Linked DNA regions of Mus musculus: region 2 is linked to region 1. Evidence: chromatin contacts called from public HiChIP or PLAC-seq data. All regions are on one chromosome and are shown on one strand. The core of a region is the stretch at or near the end of the contact, and the rest is flanking DNA. Distances in the headings are between cores, read along the strand shown. Region 1 has its middle 16 kb from the start of Mdrl. Region 2 holds the start of Slc25a5 (solute carrier family 25 (mitochondrial carrier, adenine nucleotide translocator), member 5).

Region 1 (5,738 bases), core at 1,845-4,344:
TAAAGCTCAGTTGTTAGAGTGGCTGCCTAGCATGCATGAAGCCCTGGGCTGGATCCACAGTATTACATAAAACCAGTGTGGGTGTTCACACCTGTAATCCTAGCACTCTGGGGATGAAGGCAGGACAGTCTGGGGTTCAAGGTCATTCTTGGCTACGCTGCGAGTTTGAAAGTATCCTGGAATATACGACATCCTATATCAGAAAAAAAAAAAAAGGAAAAACAAAAAACAAACAAAGATGGCCTAGTCGGCCATCACTGGAAAGAGAGGCCCATTGGACACACATACTTTATATGCTCCAGTACAGGGGAACACCAGGGCCAAAAAAATGGGAATGGGTGTGTAGGGAAGTGGGGGTATGGGGGACTTTTGGGATAGCATTGGAAATGTAATTGAGGAAAATACGTAATAAAAAAATATTAAAAAAACAAACAAACAAAAAACCCAAAACAACTTTAACAGCAAAATCTGCTCTCAATCAATCAACCAATTAAGCAGCCAATGGAACAGACTGGGATTGGGGGTTTGGCTCACCACAGAACACTTTCCAGCATGCATAAGGCTCTGGGTTCTACCCTCAGTACAGAAAGGTTCCAGATGGAAGGAAAGGAAGGAGGGAAGAAGGAAGGGACAGAGCACGAGATAGCGAGAGAGCAAGACAGAGACTGACAGACAGACAGACAGACACACACACAGAGAGAAAGAGAGAGAGAGAGAGTGCTGGGGTGGCAAAACTGCTGTTCTATTTGAAAAGCAGTTGCAGAAGCTGCAGTGACTTAGAAAAGTGTCCCTTCATTCCAGACCATGTTATATCCGTCTGTAGAAATGGCCCCTGAGCAGGACATGCCTGTCCCAGAGCTCTGCCCTGCTCCAGTTCTTTCCACTGTTGAGGGAAATGAAGAGATCATATGCACAAGTTACAGGCAGAGTTCAGTAGCAAAGCACTTGCCTAGCAATTCAGAAACCCTGGGTTCCATCTCCTGCATAAAAAGAAGAGGGGGGAGGAGGAGGGCCAGAGCACAGTCTCACACACAGCTGGAGACAAAAACAGATTGCCTTAGAGTATTTGGGACCATGCAAGTCTGTCACAGGCCATAGACAGGATGTTTCTGCAGCACTAAATTGTGAGACAGGAGCATCTGTCTTCCGTCTCTCATCACAGCCCTTGTTCCCTCCCTCCCCCCTTCCTTCTCATTCATACTTCAATGACTCATTTATGCAACAAGCACTTACTTGAGTGATAAAGCGCACGCCAAACCCTGTACTGGGTTCTGGCATGAAACCGCTGGCTTCAAGGAATTCAAATTGAGAGGTACCAGGGAGGGAGTGCTAAGTTCACTAGATGTCTGTGAAGAGGAGGGACAGGGCAAGGGTCTAAATTAGCTTCTGAGAGTCTGGAAAGTTGGGAAAGGCATTCAAGGCTCTGTGGAGGAAGGAAAGTCAGCAGGGTTTAGGGTATTTTCCCAAAGCGGGAGGGCAGGTTCAAAGAAGGCCCTGGAATGACTTCAAGTAGTGAATTATAGCAGAATGGCAGGTGTGGTGAAGCCAGGTAGGTAAGGTAGGTTTGAGAGGGGTGGCAACAGATAGAAACCCTACTTCATTCTGAAGGCAGCAGGAAGCTACTGGAGACATTTTGAGCAGAGAACTGCCAGGATCCAGACTGCTTGCTTTAAAGCTGTGGTTCTCAACCTGTTTAATGCTGAAACCCTTTAATACAACTCCTCATATTGTGGCGACCCCAACTATAAAATCATTTTCATTGCTACTTCATAACCATAATTTTGCTACTGTTATGAATCATAATGGAAATACATGATATGCAGGATATTTGATATGTGGCCCTGTGAAAGGGTTGGTTGACCCAGAAGGGGCTGAGACCCATAGGTTGAGGACCACCTCTCTGGATGTGGCAGTGTAGCCGATGTGGTCTAGAAATACTGGCAGGGCAGAGGATTAAGGCAGGAGGAGGCTGCTGGCTCACATGGCTTTGAAACCTAACTAGGACATTAGGCAAGAAGAAATGCAGGAATCCGAGAGCCCTTAAAGAAGCAGAGCCACCAGGACAGGGTGGTTTGGGGAAGACGGTTATAAGAGGGAGGGATCATGCCAATGAAATCTGGTCTCTGGCTTGAGTAAGCGGGTACCAGGTAAGGTAGTAGCATTCACTGAAACAAAGAAGACATTCCGGGACAAGGGATAACGGAAGCTACTGTGGCTATGTGGGGTTGAAACACCTGTGGGTCAGTGGAGTGGAGATGACAAATAGTCACTTGAACATGAAAGTGTCTCACTCGGAAGCAGCAGCAAAACCTGAGCTGAAGATATATATCCATTTTGGCATCTTTCCTATGTGTTAATATCAAGGGGAGGGTAGCTGAGGCCACACCTATGAATGCAATCAATGGAAAGAGGGCAAAGAACAGAGCCTTGATGATCACAGGCAGTTAAGGACTAGAAAGTAAAGGGGGGGGTACTCCAAGTGTACCAACACTAGGGGAGGCTGAGACAGAAAGAAGCATTTGTAAATATAAGGTCAGTCTGGACTACATACTGAGACCACATTTCTGTCAACAAACAAAAAGGATAGTTAACCAGTAAAAAGGAGGAAATGGCAGAAGTGAGAAGGGGACTTTACTGAAAATCTATTCAAATTTGTACACCTAAGACAAATTTGACCCGTGAAAGGGTTGCCAGAAAGAGAGGAGTCAAGTGGTAAAGTCCGAGGAGAGGTGGGGGGACCTGTATCCGACATGGATGAATGTTGCCCCTGGGCTGCAGAAGGAGTTCACTGAGGAGCACGTGTCTTTCTTTTATTTATTTTTATTTTACCTGTCGCAATGTTTTGCCTACAAGCATGTCTGTGGACCAGGTGTATGCAGTACCAGAGGGGGCCAGAAGAGGGCGATAGATATCCTAAAACTGAATTGCAAATCGTTTATCCTTTATGTAGGGGCTTGAAAATCCCCACCCCAGGTCCTCTGCCGGAGCAGCAAGTGGTATTAACTACCGAGTCCTCTCTCCACCCCACCCCATCCCATCCCCATACAGACTCTCGGGTAATATCAGCCACAGGGGGTTTATCGGAGAGTTCTCAGGGGATTACCATGTGGGAAAGGATGCATAGAGACAGGCCTAAAGGAGCCAGGGGACTAGGGCCCAGGCTCCAGCTTTTGCGAAGCTCCGAAACTAGAAGACTGGGCTTCAGTCAGCCCGGTGGTTGTATACAGGCTACCGCGAGGAAACCGTGCCCTTGGGAAAGTGGTCCTCCTCAGCGGAGGCAGTCCCACAGGGGCCTGAGAGCGCAAGGCAGAGCTCTTAAGAGCAGCAAGGAAGCGCATCTCAGCATCCACCACAGGGAGGAAGAGAGTATTGTTGCACTGGTGTTGGTCTGAGGCGGAGGCATTCAGACTGTTAGACTGAATTCTGCTCTGAGAAAACAGAAAACAATCTTCCTGCTGAAAGGCTCAGGGTTGAGGGGCGCTGGCGGGAGGAGAATGGAATGGCTGCTTCAGGATACTGAAGGAGAGCTGACCAGGGACTCACAATGTGTTTGCCAAGGGGTATTGGTTTTTCTGTTGACTCTAGAGAATATATCATTCTAGCTGAATCAAACGGTTCAAATTCCTAGGCTCTCTTGTCTTGGGTCTCTCAGATTTCATTAGTTTGTACCAGGAAATGTCTATACTATTTCAAGGACAATTTATGGGTCTGTGTTTCTAAAAACCCCAAATCTTTACCTAAGGGATTTCCTGAACAAGAATTAAATTAACTATCACTATAGATTTTTCCTTGAGACAGGATCTCTCGTATTCTAGACTAGTTTCAAACTTGCTTTGTGTCTGACGAATGGCCTTGACCTTCTCATCCTCCTGCCTCCACCCCAGTGCGGGGATTACAGGCATGGGCCAGCAAGCATTCTTTATTTGCTGCTAGGGATCAACCCCAAGGCCTTGTGCCTGCTGGGCAAGCATGCTAGGAAGTGCGTCTCCTCTCCCTCTCCTATGACAGTTATTCTGATTACAATAATTACTGATGGTAAAGACAGCAACCTTGCTGATGGACAACAAAACCTGTGTACAGATTAAAACATTATAAACTGATTTAAAAACCTACCCCAGGCTTGACAATGAAGATAAACACTTGTCTACGAGGGATGAATAAACATTATAGGAGTCAGGATTAAACCTAATTGGTAGGCAGATACAATGCACAGGAAATGACAAAGGAACACTAATTATAAAGCTACAAAGAAAAAAAAAGCATTACTACGTGACAAAATAGAAAGTAGCAGGTGGCTCATTACCTATCAAAGTGACAACAGCCAGGTACGCTGTCTGTACAGGATTTATATACATGGTCATTCGAGACTTCACTGAGAAAATTCCTACTTATGGAGAAGTGGTTGTAATGAGAAATTCACTAGGATTGAAGCATGGCTAAGCATCCACATGTGTGCCTCATTTTTTCTTTATTGGGTATTTACATTTACATTTCCAATGCTATTCCAAAAGTCCCCCACATATTCCCCCACCCACCCAATCCCACTTCTTGGCCCTGTCGTTCCCCTGTACTGAGACAGATAAAGTTTGCACAACTAATGGGCCTCTCTTTCCACTGATGGCCGACTAGGCCATCTTTTGATTCATATGCAGCTAGAGACACGAGCTGGGGGGGGGTACTGGTTAGTTCATATTGTTGTTCCACCTATAGGGTTGCAGACCCCTTTAGCTCCTTGGTTACTTTCTCTAGCTCCTCCATTGTGGGCCCTGTGATCCATCCAATAGCTGACTGTGAGCATCCACTTCTGTGTTTGCTAGGCCCCGGCATAGTCTCACAAGAGACAGCTATATCAGGGTCCTTTCAGCAAAATCTTACTGGTGTATGCAATGGTGTCAGCGTTTGGTGGCTGATTATGGGATGGATCCCCGCGTATGGCAGTCTCTAGATGGTCCATCCTTTCGTCTCAGCTCTAAACTGTGTCTCTGTAACTCCTTCCATGGGTGTTTTGTTCCCAATTCTAAGAAGGGGCAAAGTGTCCAGTGTGCCTCATTCTTAAAGCCTACGTGTTACCCACGGGGAGCTATGAACAAGTAGCAACAACTTTTACTTTTTTTACTGTGCGTAGGTGTTTTGCCCGCACTTAGTGTGTGCACCACATGCATACCCCACTCTAATTCAGGCAGTCTGGCCTGCAAGTGTCCATGCTCTAAGCCATCATGTTCTGTATCAGTACGCCAAGGGACTCGGCTAGTCACTACCAATGGCACAGTGAACAAGATAGATATGGTCAATAAACAATTCCATCATGGCATAATGAGTTCTAGGACAGAGGGCCAGGAGGCTGTGCCTAGGCTCCCCTAAGCACCTCTGGGCTGGCTTCAAGAGAAGAAGCCAACAATTTACAGGAATTTATTTCTTGGGCACTAGATAGATCAAAGAAGCCAAACAGGGCCTGGCATGCTGTTGCACACATGCAATCCCAATCCTAAGGATGTTGGGGCAGGGAGATTATCTGTCTGAGGTCAGTCTGAGTACACAGACACACCAGTCTGGCCTACTTGAGAATCCATGCCCCCCCACCCGTGTGTGTGTGTGTGTGTGTGTGTGCGCGTGTGTGTGTGTCTCCACTAAACAGAAGTAAAATTCCTATTGCAAGGTAGACCTAGTTAGCTCCCACTATTGAGTCCTGGAAACCAAAGATCTATGAGTCTCTCACAGGAATGCAGCAGGAGGAAACA
Region 2 (5,738 bases), core at 1,189-3,688, 38 kb before region 1:
AGAAGAAGACTATGTTATTTGCAGGAAAACAAATGTACTCTGAGGCCATCTTGTTAAGTGGAATAAGGCAGACTCAGAAAGATGAATGTTGCAGCTTTTTCTCATATGTAGAATCTGGGTTTAAATGTGTCTGTGTGTGTGTACATAAATGGCACAAATGTATAAAGGAAGATGGTAAAGGAAGATGGTAGGAACCAGTGAAAGGGAGTAATGAGGGGTAGATATGAGCAACCTATATGACAGACATGTGTAAAGAGGTGATGATGGAACTCATTATTACTATGCTATTAGTATCAAATAAAAACCTAGGGGCTGGGATTGTAGCTCCGCACTAGAGCACAGGTCTCACATGCAAGTAGTAGACATACTGGCTCAAATAAGGTAGTTCACAGAAACTTCTAAGGAAAAGGAGAATGTGCCTTGGAACCCCTATATGGAATGTGTCCATGATTTTGTATTGTTAAGTAGCTTGGAGCTAACAAGTAACAAACTCTACCCTTAGAAGGGCCTGAAACCCTCGAGGAAGCTGTAAGTGGACAGATATAGAGGTAGGAGAGGGCAAGTGACTGTGCTGGCTAGTCTTATGTCAACTTGACACAAGCTGGCGTCATCTGAGAAGGAAAGCTCAGTTGAGAAAATGCCTTCACCAGGCTGACCCTTGGGTAACCCTGTGGTGCACTTTCTTGTTTGATGATTGATATGAGTAGGCCCGGCTCATTGTGGGTGGGGCCACCACTGGGCTGGTGGGCATGCTACAAGAAAACATGCTGAGCAAGCCATTGGGAGCAAGCCAGTAAGCAGTTCTCCTCCAAAGCCTCTGCAACACCTGCCTCTAGGTTTCCTATCTGAGTTCTTGCTTACAGCTTGGACTACATGCTGTAAGATGAAATAAGCCTGGGCTGCGGAGATGGCTCAGCGGTTAAGAGCACTGACTGCTCTTCCAGAGGTCCTGAGTTCAAATCCCAGCAACCACATGGTGGCTCACAACCATCTGTAATGAGATCTGATGCCCTCTTCTGGTGTGTTGAAGACAGCTACAGTATATTTACATATCACAAGTAAACCTTAAAAAAAGAGATGAAATAAGCCCTCTCTCCTGAAGTTGTTTTGGGTCACGGTGTTTTATCACAGAAATCAAAGAAGCCCTAACTAAAACATCTACTATGTCTTAAGCATGGACAGGTACACTGGCATTTCACCTTTGGGAATTTTGAAGGTTGGACACCTATGGGTCAGATGCAGCTAAGTTTTCAACTGACGCCTTTATTTCTATAAAATAAACACTGGTTGTTTAGAAAGCAGTTTGGTGATCACATTATCTGCTTCTGTCCTGAACATGAGGGAGGATTCCTGATCTTCAGGTCGTTTGTAGCAAATATTTACTCGGCTCAGCATTAAGGGGCTCAGGGAACACAGGTCCATTGCCACTACCGTGGGAGTTCAGCAATCTAACAATCGAAGAGCACTTTACTTGGTGTCTGGAGTCAACTGCCAACTGCAATGTTAACCTTTTCAGCCTCTTATCCTTCTGGGTGTGCTCTGTATTTGGCTTCCAATTAAAATGATTTCCTCACCTTGAGTCTGTCCTTTGGACTTTCCAAGGCCAATTCCCTGAAAGATCTTTGTTAAGCTATTTGCAAACCAGTCTGGGGTATGCTGCCAGGATCGCACCCTGCTGGTAGGTACCTCAGTCTGGGGTATGCTGCCGGGATCGCATCCTGCTGGTAGGTACCTCAGTTTTCTCTGGCTCTGAAGACATTGTTCAAAGCAGTGTCAGGTCTAGGTAGTGAAGTTCACAGAACTTGACACAGAACCCCTCAGCCACCAAGATAAATGAATTTCATGTATAATGTGATGTTTTAAAAACTCAAAACCAATGCAAAAATCCTTGGATTGTTAATGTTAAGAACTTGACAGACAGGGATCCCATCCTGTACTAGTATGACCTTGGTTCATGTACCTCACTGTAATTCCAGTCCTGGTTCTACAATTAATTTTCGTTACAAAAATGGGTGAGTGAACTGCAGACCTTAAGTGTGTTTGAATGAAATCGATTAACATACCATTAGATATTTATCTCGATTCCTTAAGTTTGGGGAGGTTTTGTCTGTCTGAATCGTCTTCACCCTAGGCCTGGGTTGGTTTTTCTTGTTTTTTGTTTGTTTGTTTGTTTGTTTGTTTGTTTGTTTTGCTTGTCTTGTCGTTTGGGCACTTATCTTCACCCTTCCTCGCTATTCCCTGACACTTCTTAGGGTCCAGGTCCCCCAGTTGTAGGTACTCCTTGCAGCCTTTTCTTACTCTGGCCTGATCAGGTGCCAAGGGCAAGCGAGGCTGACAGGGCGACCTCCCAGGCTCCTCCCGCGTGTCCCGAGCCACTCAGCAGCTCTGCCATTCCGCGCGCCAGTACTGGGCGCCCGCCTTGGCCCGCCCCTTACGCCGGCAGCTCACCGCCTGGCTGCCGCTATATAAGTCGGCCATTTGCTTTGCTCCGCCCCAGAGCCCGGGAGTCAAAGCCGGTTGTCAACCCAGCCCTGTCCCGCACTCGCCTGCCTCTTCTTTTTTTGCTTTCAACATGACAGATGCCGCTGTGTCCTTCGCCAAGGACTTCTTGGCCGGTGGAGTGGCCGCAGCCATCTCCAAGACAGCGGTAGCACCCATCGAGAGGGTCAAGCTGCTGCTGCAGGTACGTTCTGAGATCGAGGGGCCCAGGCAGGAAGTAAAGGATCTGCACAGAAAGGGGGTACCCTAGCGGAAAAGTGGGGCTCAGTCTTTAGATTTGGGGGCAAGGTGAAGGCCGGGCCTAGCCAGTGTCAGATCGAAAGGCAACCGGGAGGAAGGCGCCTTTAAGGACCTGGAGTTTGAGTGTCGCAAGTGGTCGGGACCAGAGGGACCAGAGGCGCTCAGGGCCATCCCCGGCACAGAGAACTAGGATGGGGTTGCCCGAGAGGCTCTGTCTAGCCCGGATTTAGAGGCAAGGGCAATAGGCCTGAAAGCAGGCGCTGGAAAACAGAGTACCTGGCCTGACCGAAAACCTCAAGGTCACGGCAAGGAGATTACAGCTTTGGGCAGGCCACGCGGACCGGTTCTGCGGCCACGCAGCCGGCGAACAACGCGGTGTGGGCTCGCCGGCCGGCAGGCCGGAAGTGGACGCCGGGAAGAGCATGTGCCGGCTACGTCCGCCCCCGCGCAGCCCCTCGCCAGCCTTCCTGCCGCGCGCTCGCCGCGCACTGCCTCTAGGGGGCGCTCGCGGGCGAGCGTTTAGTCGTCGTCACCGCCACCCCTCCCGACAGGAGTGGGGGTGGGGCGGAAAGGGAGCAGCTCCGGAGACTAGAGAAGTTGACTGGTCACCAAGGTGACCGTGTCCTATGCAGGTCCCACCCTAATGCTTCTGAACCTGATCTGGAAGGAATGACCTTTCTTCCTGGTCTAAAGGTCATAGGTACGCTTGAGGGTGCCTCACTCACAGAAGTCGAGACTTACTACTTCTGATGGTGCTGCTCAATTCTTAAACACTTCCCCTACGCCCCCCAGTAGTGTCAGCAGTTAGAATTGTCCAGCTCATGTGATTCTGAAAGCTAGATTTGGAGAAAGGGGAACGAACCTTAACGATTTTATGTGTGTGTTCTTCCCTTTCCCCTTCTCTGTGATTATAACTGTCCCTATTGCCTTCTTCCTATCCATCAGGTGCAGCATGCCAGCAAGCAAATCACGGCAGATAAGCAATACAAGGGCATCATAGACTGCGTGGTTCGTATCCCCAAGGAACAGGGAGTCCTGTCCTTCTGGCGTGGGAACCTGGCCAATGTCATCAGATACTTCCCCACCCAGGCTCTCAACTTTGCCTTCAAAGATAAATACAAGCAGATCTTTCTGGGTGGTGTGGACAAGAGGACCCAGTTCTGGCGCTACTTTGCAGGGAACCTGGCATCAGGTGGTGCCGCTGGGGCTACATCCTTGTGCTTTGTGTACCCTCTTGATTTTGCCCGTACCCGTCTAGCAGCTGATGTGGGCAAAGCTGGAGCTGAAAGGGAATTCAAAGGCCTTGGTGACTGCCTGGTTAAGATCTACAAATCTGATGGGATTAAGGGCCTGTACCAAGGCTTTAATGTGTCAGTACAGGGCATTATCATCTACCGAGCTGCCTACTTTGGTATCTATGACACTGCAAAGGGTAAGTTTGCTATTTGCTTAGAGGCTGTGGGAGATGTGGGTACTTATTTGCAGTTATAGGAACTCAACCTAGGGCCTTGTGCATGCTAATCTAGTGCTGAGCTGTATCCCCAAACCCCAGGTTCCTATTTTTTCCTCCTCTTTGGGACAGGGTCTCACTGTGTATCCCTGGCTAGCCTAGAACCCAGTATGTAGACCAGGCTACCCATTCATAGCCATCCACCTTAAGACAGGGTAGCAAGGTCTTGCACCAATATAACAGAAGCCCACCACTCATTTTGTTTTTAATTGCTGAAGGAAGCCAGATTCTTCAAGTGTGAAGCTTGTGGTAGATAAAATGTTAGTTGGTTATAGTAAATAGGTCAGCAAAACTACATTTTGATTTTTTTTAATCTCTTATTTTTCAGGAATGCTCCCAGATCCCAAGAATACTCACATCTTCATCAGCTGGATGATTGCACAGTCTGTCACTGCTGTCGCTGGCCTGACTTCCTATCCTTTTGACACGGTTCGCCGTCGTATGATGATGCAGTCTGGACGCAAAGGAAGTAAGTTCGGCTTGATCGTAAGATAAAAAGTCATGGGAGTGAGGCAAGTTATGGCCAAAAATGAGTGGGTGGCTGCCTTTAATAACTACAGTCTAGGGCTAGAGATACAGCTCGGTGGTAGAGCATTAGCCCACCGTACTCAAGGCCCTATATTCAATCTCCAGTGTCATTGAAATGCTGTAGGCTCTGAAGGGGTGATGGACAGCATCCATGTTGTCTGCACAAGTGCCTGTGAGCAAACAGCCCTTTAGATGCCTATGACATGGCTGTCCCTGTTCTCCAGTCAATGCCTGTGCTAATGTGTAAATGCTTGGGTTTAAAACTGCCATTAAGTGCTTAGAATAGCTCAGTAGTAGAGAGCTTAGCATACACAAGGCCTAAGGTTCCATCCTTAGCATGGGGGGAAAAGGGGGGAAAATACTTTTTAAAGGTGGGGCTCGGTTCTGTATTAGGATTTTGGAGGTGTTCACTGGCTTTTAGTCATCAACTACATGTCTTTATTCTTTGCAGCTGATATCATGTACACAGGCACGCTTGACTGCTGGCGGAAGATCGCGCGCGATGAAGGGAGCAAGGCTTTTTTCAAGGGCGCATGGTCCAACGTTCTCAGAGGCATGGGTGGCGCCTTTGTGCTTGTCTTGTATGATGAGATCAAGAAATACACATAATTATGTCCTAGGTGTTCTCCCCGAGAACAGGCATGTTGTATAATATACCATATCTTGAACATTCTGGACAGATTCTCTGGGCTTGTCTGTTTTATCAGTGGCAACTATTTACCAGTTGAAAAGTGGGAAGCAATAATATTCATCTGACCAGTTTTCTCTTAAAGCCATTTCCATAATGACAATAATGATGGGACTCAATTATATTTTTTATTTCAGTCACTCCTGATAATAAAAAATTGAAGAAATAAAAATACCCAAAACCAGTTTTGTTCGTTGTTTGTTTCCATATAAGAGTCTGCTTTGTGGGGGATGGGGTGGGGGAACAACACAGTTTCTCTGTATAACCCTGGCT

Evidence for each region. HiChIP or PLAC-seq counts read pairs in DNA pulled down with a chosen protein or histone mark.
Region 2: a contact with region 1 is called in an H3K27ac HiChIP or PLAC-seq map of embryonic stem cells, with 18 read pairs. The contact joins the promoter of Slc25a5 here to the enhancer-like site in region 1. A contact is called at or near these places in 3 of 39 promoter capture datasets (liver and pre-B cells), 1 of 15 datasets of contacts at CTCF or cohesin (embryonic stem cells), 9 of 484 Hi-C or Micro-C datasets (the N1E-115 cell line, cerebral cortex, embryonic stem cells and 4 more), 4 of 115 datasets of contacts at active chromatin or transcription factors (embryonic stem cells, intestinal villus epithelium and microglia) and 3 of 9 other capture datasets (adipose tissue, liver and pancreatic islet).

What each region holds. Positions count from the first base shown.
Region 1 is chrX:36,830,672-36,836,409 of GRCm38.p6, forward strand. It overlaps a transcript of C330007P06Rik not described here. Among named protein-coding and RNA genes, the nearest start is that of Mdrl, 16 kb to the left of the region's middle. Within about 2 kb of position 3,095, at least 45 of the 459 cell types and tissues checked have an H3K27ac peak or open chromatin away from gene starts, as enhancers often do. A contact at or near this core is called in the N1E-115 cell line and embryonic stem cells, where this site is marked.
Region 2 is chrX:36,793,159-36,798,896 of GRCm38.p6, forward strand. Slc25a5 (solute carrier family 25 (mitochondrial carrier, adenine nucleotide translocator), member 5) reads left to right here and starts at 2,439. Exons shown (of 4, transcript NM_007451.4): 1 at 2,439-2,683; 2 at 3,685-4,171; 3 at 4,578-4,718; 4 at 5,229-5,650. The coding sequence starts at 2,573. The coding sequence ends at 5,386.